2 separate regions of the Anser cygnoides genome follow, and region 2 is linked to region 1. Evidence: chromatin contacts called from public Hi-C data. All regions are on one chromosome and are shown on one strand. The core of a region is the stretch at or near the end of the contact, and the rest is flanking DNA. Distances in the headings are between cores, read along the strand shown.

What was found. A called contact is a pair of places that touch in the nucleus more often than the background predicts.
Region 2: a Hi-C map of liver shows a contact between it and region 1, with 1.8 times the contacts expected there. The contact joins the promoter of MCUR1 here to the promoter of DEK in region 1. A contact is called at or near these places in 2 of 7 Hi-C or Micro-C datasets (both in liver).

The regions. Positions count from the first base shown.
Region 1 is chr2:53,142,191-53,146,221 of Taihu_goose_T2T_genome, forward strand. It overlaps DEK (DEK proto-oncogene), which reads left to right and starts at 1,921. Exons shown (of 11, transcript XM_048058082.2): 1 at 1,921-2,077; 2 at 3,387-3,533. The coding sequence starts at 3,398. It overlaps RNF144B (ring finger protein 144B), which reads right to left and starts at 1,109. Exons shown (of 8, transcript XM_048058085.2): 1 at 980-1,109.
Region 2 is chr2:53,456,968-53,460,998 of Taihu_goose_T2T_genome, forward strand. MCUR1 (mitochondrial calcium uniporter regulator 1) reads right to left here and starts at 2,386. Exons shown (of 9, transcript XM_066992087.1): 1 at 2,199-2,386; 2 at 1,819-1,932; 3 at 349-452. The coding sequence starts at 2,301.

The DNA of each region.
Region 1 (4,031 bases), core at 671-3,170:
GTTAAATTGTGCATTGTCCAGTTTATAAATAAATCCTGTACTAGAAGCCTGGCTTAATCTGACAAAATTCACAAAATATGGCAGAAGCTATTGAACAAATTCAGTATCCAATGACAGCCCTGTAAAGCCAGAATAACAGCACTGAACCAAATGGAGTTACCATGGCGTGAAGTCAGAACTGGGAGCAGAACTTGGCCACCTGGTGTTTACTCACTTCACTAAACCTAAAGCCCTGGTCAAACAATGAATAACTATATAATCTGTGAGGAGAAATGTCTGGAAACCCAGGACACAGAGGTAAAATGAGGATAAACGCTTTGCTTCTGTGCTGGATTTCATGGATTTTGTTAGTTTAAGCCAGACCATTGATGTTACTTAAACATTTTACCGTGAGTATTTTCAGTGTGAAATTCCATTCATTTTAGAATAAGGCATGATTCACAGAGAATTCACAGAGCAGGAATTTTGAAGTAGCTTGACTGTAACATGCAGATGTATAAACGTTTATAGTAGGTAGGATTTCTTTCTCTAGATAGTCAATATAGTTGTTACAGCTCTGGACTGTAAATCCCTGGAACTTTAATATTTCCTTACGAGCCCAGTTTACGTATTCTGAGATAAATACGCTGAAAAGCGAGGAGGTTTCTCCCAGCAGCAGCCTCTCCCTGCCCTAGCAGCTTTCGTACCGCTGCGCTCGCACCTGACGCGTGGCGAAGCACGCCTCACGGGAAGGTATGTGGCACGGGCTTTCAAAAGCCTGTCAAAATCGCGGAAACCCTACGTTTAAATAAAAGTTCCCGGGGCCGGGAGGGGACCACCCCTGAGGAGAAATGTCTCTGAGGGGACCGTGCCGGGACCGAGCCGCTCCTTTGCCCAGGACAACGCGAGCGCGCTGAGGGGCGGGAGGCGGGCTCGGCCCCTCACCGCGCAGGTACCAGCGGGCGCCCGGGGGGCTTTCAGCCCGCCGGCGGCCCCCTACCTTCGCCCGGGGCCGGGGGGTGCGAGCCCGGCGGCTGCTCCGTCCTGCTCGGCGCCTCCGCTCGCCTCGCTTCTCCCTGCGCGCCCTCCCCGCGGGCGGGCGGGCGGGCGGGGAGCGGCGGAACGGCGGCCCCGGGGCGGGGGGAGCCCCCAGTGCCGGGCCGGGCCGGGCCGGGCCGGGCCGGGCGGCTGTGACAGCAGCGGCCGCTCATAGCCCCGCCGTTCGGCCGCACCGGGGCTGCCGCTGCCCGGGGCTGCGGGTCCCGTGTAACGCTGCCGTAATTAAGGGATAGTGCAGGGATGGTGCTCTGCGTACTGTGTGCTTGTTCACTTCGGGCTTGTGTAATTACGTGTCGTTGATAAATAACTTGCGTGTTTTTTAAGTACCACCAGCTTTGACTGCACGCACTTAAAACTTTGAACATAGAAAGTGCGTCCGTGTCGTCGAGTTGGGGGGGTCAGGATCGTTCCCCAGCCCCATTTTTTTGCGCCAAGTATACAAATCGCAGCGTTTCCTCAGCGTTGCCGCGGTTATGTTTATGTTGCACGTTCCCTCCCTTAATTATCAAGCCCACGCCGATCGCCGCGCTTCCTGCACGCCCAGAAGGCAAACAGCTGCAATCAGCTTCGTTTTTTATTAACCCCCTTCCTCCCCTCAAGCCGCTCCCCGCCGCCAGCCGCTCGCTGCCGGCACAGCGCCGGCTCCCGGAGGAACACCGGCACCCGCCGCCACCCCCGGGTCCCAGGGCACCAGGAGACCCCGCTCCCCGTCTCCCTCTCCCTCCCCAACGGCCGCTCTCCTCCGTTGGCCGCCGCCCTGAGGCGCGGGGAGCCGCAGCCGCCACACTGCCCGCCCGCCCCCCCCGTCCCGTCCCCTCCGCCACCCGCCGCGCACGCCCTGACGTCACCGCCCCCCCTCCCCTCAGCACGCCGCGCAGCCTCCTCGCGCCGGCCGTGCCGCGGGCGCTGATTGGCCGCCGCCTTCCCGCTTCCTCCTGGCCGCCCGAGAGCCCGCCATTTTGAAAAGCTCGCCGCCGCCGCCGCCTCCCCGCGGGCCCCCGGCAGCGGGACCGGCCCCGGGGCTGCAGCCGGAGCTGAGGTGGGTCCGCGCCGCCGCTCCCGACGGGGGGGGGGGCCCTCTGGCGCTGAGGGGGAGCGAACCGAGGTTCCCGTCCCGCTGCGGAGCCGCCCCGTCAGCCGGCCTGCCGCCGGGCCGCGCTGCCCGCCGCAGGGCTCCTCAGGCGCCGTGTGTCGTCGCCGCCGCCTTCCCCGCGCCTCACGCTGAGGGGGCACAAAGTTCTCGGCTTCCTTCAGCGCCCCCTGCCTGCGTGGGAAGGGGAGGGAAAGGCAGCCTGTGCCGGGCTGCTTGCTTGCTCTCCCCTGTGGGCGAGGGGTTTTCGCAGAGCACCGCCCTGAGTGCCCCCAAAGAGACGTCTTTTCTCCTGGTGGTTTAACAAAGAGGATTAAACTTGCATTTTCCTCTCGCTAATAAAACTCATGGTCTTACTGCCACCTGCGAACTTCCGTCCGTGTGTCTATTTTAGTTGTTCATTGAGTTTGACCTCTTGCAGGTATACCGGCTTTAATTTTACAAAAATAAAACGATTAACGTGATATTTTCCCGCAAGACCTCAAACAACTGATGGTGTATTGTGTTCCAGAAGCGTAAACAGTGAATGATTTTGAAAGTTAAAGTCTTGTAAACTGAAGAGGTAGGGCTAGCTTCCTTTGTTAGGTAGGCGTTCCCTGTCACGAGGGAAATGGCACTCACCGGATTGAGATATTAAACTTAAGCCACTTGAAGTGCTAGGAAAAGACTCCTCTTAAATATGTTAAGTGTGACACGTTTATTAGTTTCTGTTGTAGACTTGCAGGTTAAAAACAAAAAGCATCTTTGAGCCCTAAGTTGTCTCATACCTATTTGAATTCTGAAAGCAGCGTTTGCTTTTCCAAATCGCTCATAACTTTTTTCTCGCTTTTCCCATTTCCTATGTAAATGCCCAGCTTGTTGAATTTATCAGGGAACTTGTATGTGTAGTTAACTATGATCAGAAATAACTGATAACGTGGTGCACTAAAATTGTGACGTCTTAAAACTTTACTGTTCTTCCTAGTACAGCGCCACTTGCTTTGAGTGGGTGTTTCTGAAAATTTCACCAAGCACGCTTGCAGACGCGTGTGTGGAAAGAACTGATAAACTTTTAAACTTCTTAACCAGGCTAGTTGCAGGATGGATGACAACTTCTGAAACTTATTCCGTTGTGTATCTGCAGAGTGGTCTCGTTTGTGTCTTAAAGTATGTAACCAGTCACAATAGAAGCACTATGACATTAATTGTATTGTACTTTAAAAAAAAAAAAAAGCAATAGTGTAATTTTTTTATGGTTTTCCTGTTTTTTTTTTTACAGAAACATACACCATGTCTTCTGTTGCTTCATCCAAAGAAGATACAATGTCGTCTGAGAAAGCGGACGAGAAACAACCTGAAGCTGAAAACAAAGCTGAGGAAAGTGATGAAGATGAAGAGGAGGAAGAAGAGGAGGAAGAAGAAAAGGGTACTTGTTTTTTCTACTGAATAATTTGTCTTTTAAAAATGCTAAGCTTATTGAATGCAGTCGTCTGTGTTCTCAGCTAATTTTACAAGAAATATTAGAAGATTCTACAGTGCATCTTTCTCTCAGATCTTAAATAATCTCCCAGTAGACTAAAACAGACAAACCTAGAAGCAACAACACTGATGTTCCTCAAGCAAGAATGAAGGAATTGCTGGCATCTTGGATTCACACACTAGTGTGTTTTTTTTGTTGCTGGAAAAACTTTTAGGTGATTACAAGGTGCAGCATCCTGTATCAAATTATTCACGTACAAAAGAAAATACATATCCAAGAAAGAATCCTTTTTCTGCCAGTAACGCTTTGAAGTGATCTATGTTTGCAAAAGAAAGAAACTTGGAAACACCTGTGAAATAGCTTTGGAATAATACAGACATCTTTGTTTGCCTAACTGCTGTGGATTATTTTATTTGGTACCAAAGCTTAGTTATAGTGGTGGGG
Region 2 (4,031 bases), core at 1,136-3,635, 320 kb after region 1:
AGAATATATGTAGTAGCCATAACTATTCAAATCCACGCATTGAGTACCTCCTATGTCTGTGTAAAATCCTCCTCCGTAATTCTATTTCAGGTTACAATAAGGCTGAAAACAAAAAACTATCTGTGGATTGTGCACCAACTCACAGATCCTGAATTTTGAGGTCCATCACAACACTCTGATGTTTGTGAAATTCAAGACAAAACTCATTAGCCAATACGGACGTTTGTTCTTCACTTTTAAGCTTTTAAAATACAGTGCCTAACGGTGAATAATAATAACAACATGTATTTTATTAGCAGACGTGCTAGATTTCAGTTGACTTTAACCCCACAACTTCTTTGAGCTGACCTGCTGTACTTTGGTCACCATGTCCTTGTAAATCATATCCAGGTTGGTGTTCATGATTTTCACTAATGCAGATACGATCACCTCCGACTGCTGAGTAGTGAACCCTGAGCAAGACAAAACATAGCAACATTCAGATACCAACATTTGGACAGCTTATGAAAATACCACCTTCTAATACTCATAACGAGGTTTAAAAAAAAAAAAGTCAGCTATAAAAGATAAAAAAGAGCGTACTTCTCTCCATGTAGCACTAGCAAAAGAACACAACCAGGCAGTACACCCAACCTCCTCCACCCCAAAATGACACCTGTGACATTGTATAGCTACTTCTATAGTACAGCACCATTATAGCACCATTACAATATCAGCAAGAGAAGTGCTGGAAGTTTTTCTAAAAGCATTATGCAATGTCATCTCTCACGTGGTTATTTCTATCAACAAGAATCCTGACCTTCAAAAGCAGATACCTACTTTTAGTATACCCTAAGTATACCACTGAAGATATGCAAATCCCAGCAATTCAATGATTTTAGTCCTCTCAGCCTCTGAGTCACCACAAAAAAGCCCTTTAAACCAAGTATGTTGTGAACTATTGTAAAACATAGTCCCTGGAAATACTCTCAACTTTTCTACTTTCAAAACGTAGGAGAAAGTGTCATGAACAAGATCTAATAATTATGGAGAGGGTGATTGTTTCAAATACGTAGCAGGTTAGTGTCAGAAAGCAGAGATGGGGTCTGCAATCAAGTTCCTTTCAGTAGATGAGCTGAGTTAATCATTTGCTATCACCAAAAAGAGACAGCTCTCCTCACTCTATTCTTTCCCCTCCTCCTGCCACTTTGTACGTGTCTTGGTGCTTGCTCACACAACTGTTCTGTGAGCTCATTAAACTAATCTCTCAGAACACCAATCAAGCAAAGAGCTGCATAGTTTCCTGAGAATGAGGCTGGAACACATAAAGAGATGCAATCACACGTTAGGGGAAAGGGACTGGGACCTCTCCTTCTCAGGCATGCGAGCTATTAAAAATCAGTTCAGCTGCGCTGACCTTCCCCACCTCAGTAACATCATAATCAAATGGAAATAATCTATTCCATTATGTCTTAGCATAAGAAGAGCTGTATTTCATAGAGTATTCCACACTCCACCCCAAAAGCTGCATTTTTTGGGCAGTCCACTTCCAATCCTATTACAACACGTTGTTGTGCATTGCTGCGGTTTAGCGGGGCAGGCAGCTAGACACCACAAGGCTGTTGGGCGCACCAGGAGGGACAGCGGAGACAACTGGAGCGTTATCAACGTGCTTCTAGGCTCTGTACGCTAGAGATGTAGGAACCCAGAAGGCACAAAAGACAACACATAAACCTGAAGGTCTACCACCACAGGTCAAGGGGAGGCAACTAGCCAGGCTCTGTACAAAACCCCCTTATAGATGCCACCAGGGTAAGCTGCGTGTTTGGGGCACGTTACCATTCTCTTCCAAGAGGCACACCAGCGCATGGGTGTCGAAGAAGAGCCTCCTGCTCCCCAGCAGGGAGACGCTGCCCTTGCCCTGTGAGGACCCGGGCGCTGAGGTGCTGACACCTGGGGGAGACAAAACACCAAAAGAAAACCCCACGTTTTTATGAGGGAACGGCCAACCGACAGGCATCCAACCGGCTCGGGAGCTCCCTAGGAGCATCCTAACGATGCCATGTATTAAGGAACGCACGCCTTTTGATTATCGCGACAGGCTGCGATATGCTTTGACACCGAAACCGAGAGGTGCTCCCCCCCTCCCCGTCCCCTCAACCCCTCATCCCCTCCCCTCTCCCCCCGCCCCCCCCGGCCGAGGGGCGCGCGGCGCTCACGTGACGCGGCGGCAGCGGCAGCACGGTGCGGGAGGGCGCCGCGAGGCCGCAGCACCAGCAGCGCCCGCCTCCCGCCGCTCACGGCCGCCGGGGCCCGGGCCATGCCGCCCGGTGCCGACCGGAGGCGAGGGGGAGGGAGGAGGGGAAGCCGCCGCTACCGGAAAGCCATGGCTCGGCCCCCCCCCCCCCCCCCCCCCCCCCCGCCCACCCGCCTCCCTTCCGCTACGGCCCGCCGCCCGCTTCCGCATCCGGGGGTTGGCTCTGTGGTTCGCGCCGCGGCGGCGGCGAGGGAAGCGAAGCGGGCGGGCGGCTCCTGCGCGAGTCGGGGGTGATGGGGACGGACAGAGACAGACAGACATAAGGACATCACTTATTTTGTGCGTGTTCTGCTTTTAAAGGAAATGTACTTGGCATTTGCAGAGAGTTGAAATGAGAGGAAGTGTGCTCTGACCACCGTCACTCCCCAGGCAGCACTTCCCTCATAGTGAGTTTATTTTCCCTCTGTACGGACTCACCAAAAGCACGCAGCACCTTTGCTTCCTCTTCCCAAACTCAGTGATTGCCTTAGATCAATACGCGGATCGAATCGTTGGTGGGTATCTCTGTAAGAGCGAGGACAGCTGAACCCCGGCAGCACACAGCAGAAACTTGCCTAATGGGCACTGCGTCTGCGGGGATGCTGCGTGCCCGGGGCCTGGCGTTAGTGTGGCAGTAATTCCTGGCACGCGTGAGTCTGCAGGCGGTTGTCTTCATGTTGTCTACATGACCTCCTTCAGCCAGCCCATCCAGGGTCAAGTCCACCAGCACGTGCTGGTGCCCATCTTCATCTTCTCTAACGGGAGCAAAGTCACTGCCGCTGCCTACAGAGGCCTCCTGGAGCATGCACCTTTTTCTCTTGATGTCAGGAATCAACTTGGGCAATTTTCCCCATTTCCAGTGTCGTCTTCCCCGTTTCAGCGTCCTCAGTGCTGCCCCACAGAAGTCATCACCTCTACTTAGAGGCTATAAATGAAAGATGTGCTGAATGTTGCATGCTCAGGATCCCGAAATGTTGGTCCTTGCATGCACACAGCGTTCGCTAATCCATGGAGTCACAACCCCCTTCTAGGTTATGACAATGGAATTGGCAAAGAAGCAATGATTTTTAATAGCGGTGTAACGGAAATGGCAAAGTAATGCTAAGCACGAAATAATGACTAATAATGATATCTGCTGTGCTTTGGGAGCTGTTCAGGTGAAAATTAGAGGGGAGGGTAAAACGAGATCTGTGAGGTATCTCCGACTTCAGCTACAGCTGCAAAGAAAGCAAATGCAACCCTAGGACATAACAAGCATGGTGTTTTCAGTAGTGTTGTTGCCCCTCCAGTATAGCTGCATTTCAAATACAAATGACAGTGCTGGTCACTGCAGTACAGGAAGGACGAGTTCATATTCACAGTGCTCACCTCGTGTCAACAGCAGCATTAAGGGGAGCGGAGGGACTTTGCTGTCACAGGAGGTTGAAAAGAGATTGACAAGAGGATCTTGTTTCCATCTGTAAACAGAACATGAGCATAAAAATAGGCAGAGGAAGAAAGAAACAAAACCCACTGCTTATGCAGAAGAACATTACTGATAAAGGAACATATGGTATAAAGTGGCCATGAATAAACGTAGATTGGAAATTAAAAGAATTTTACTCAACAAAACTGTCCTTGTGAAAAGCTTCCCAACAAGAATCAGGAGAGAACAAAAACTGAAATCAGTTTTCATATGGATGTGGCTGGCTTATGAAAAGGATTTTACGATGTAGTTACCTACAATTGCAAGGGACAGGCTCCTGTTCCCCTGCAT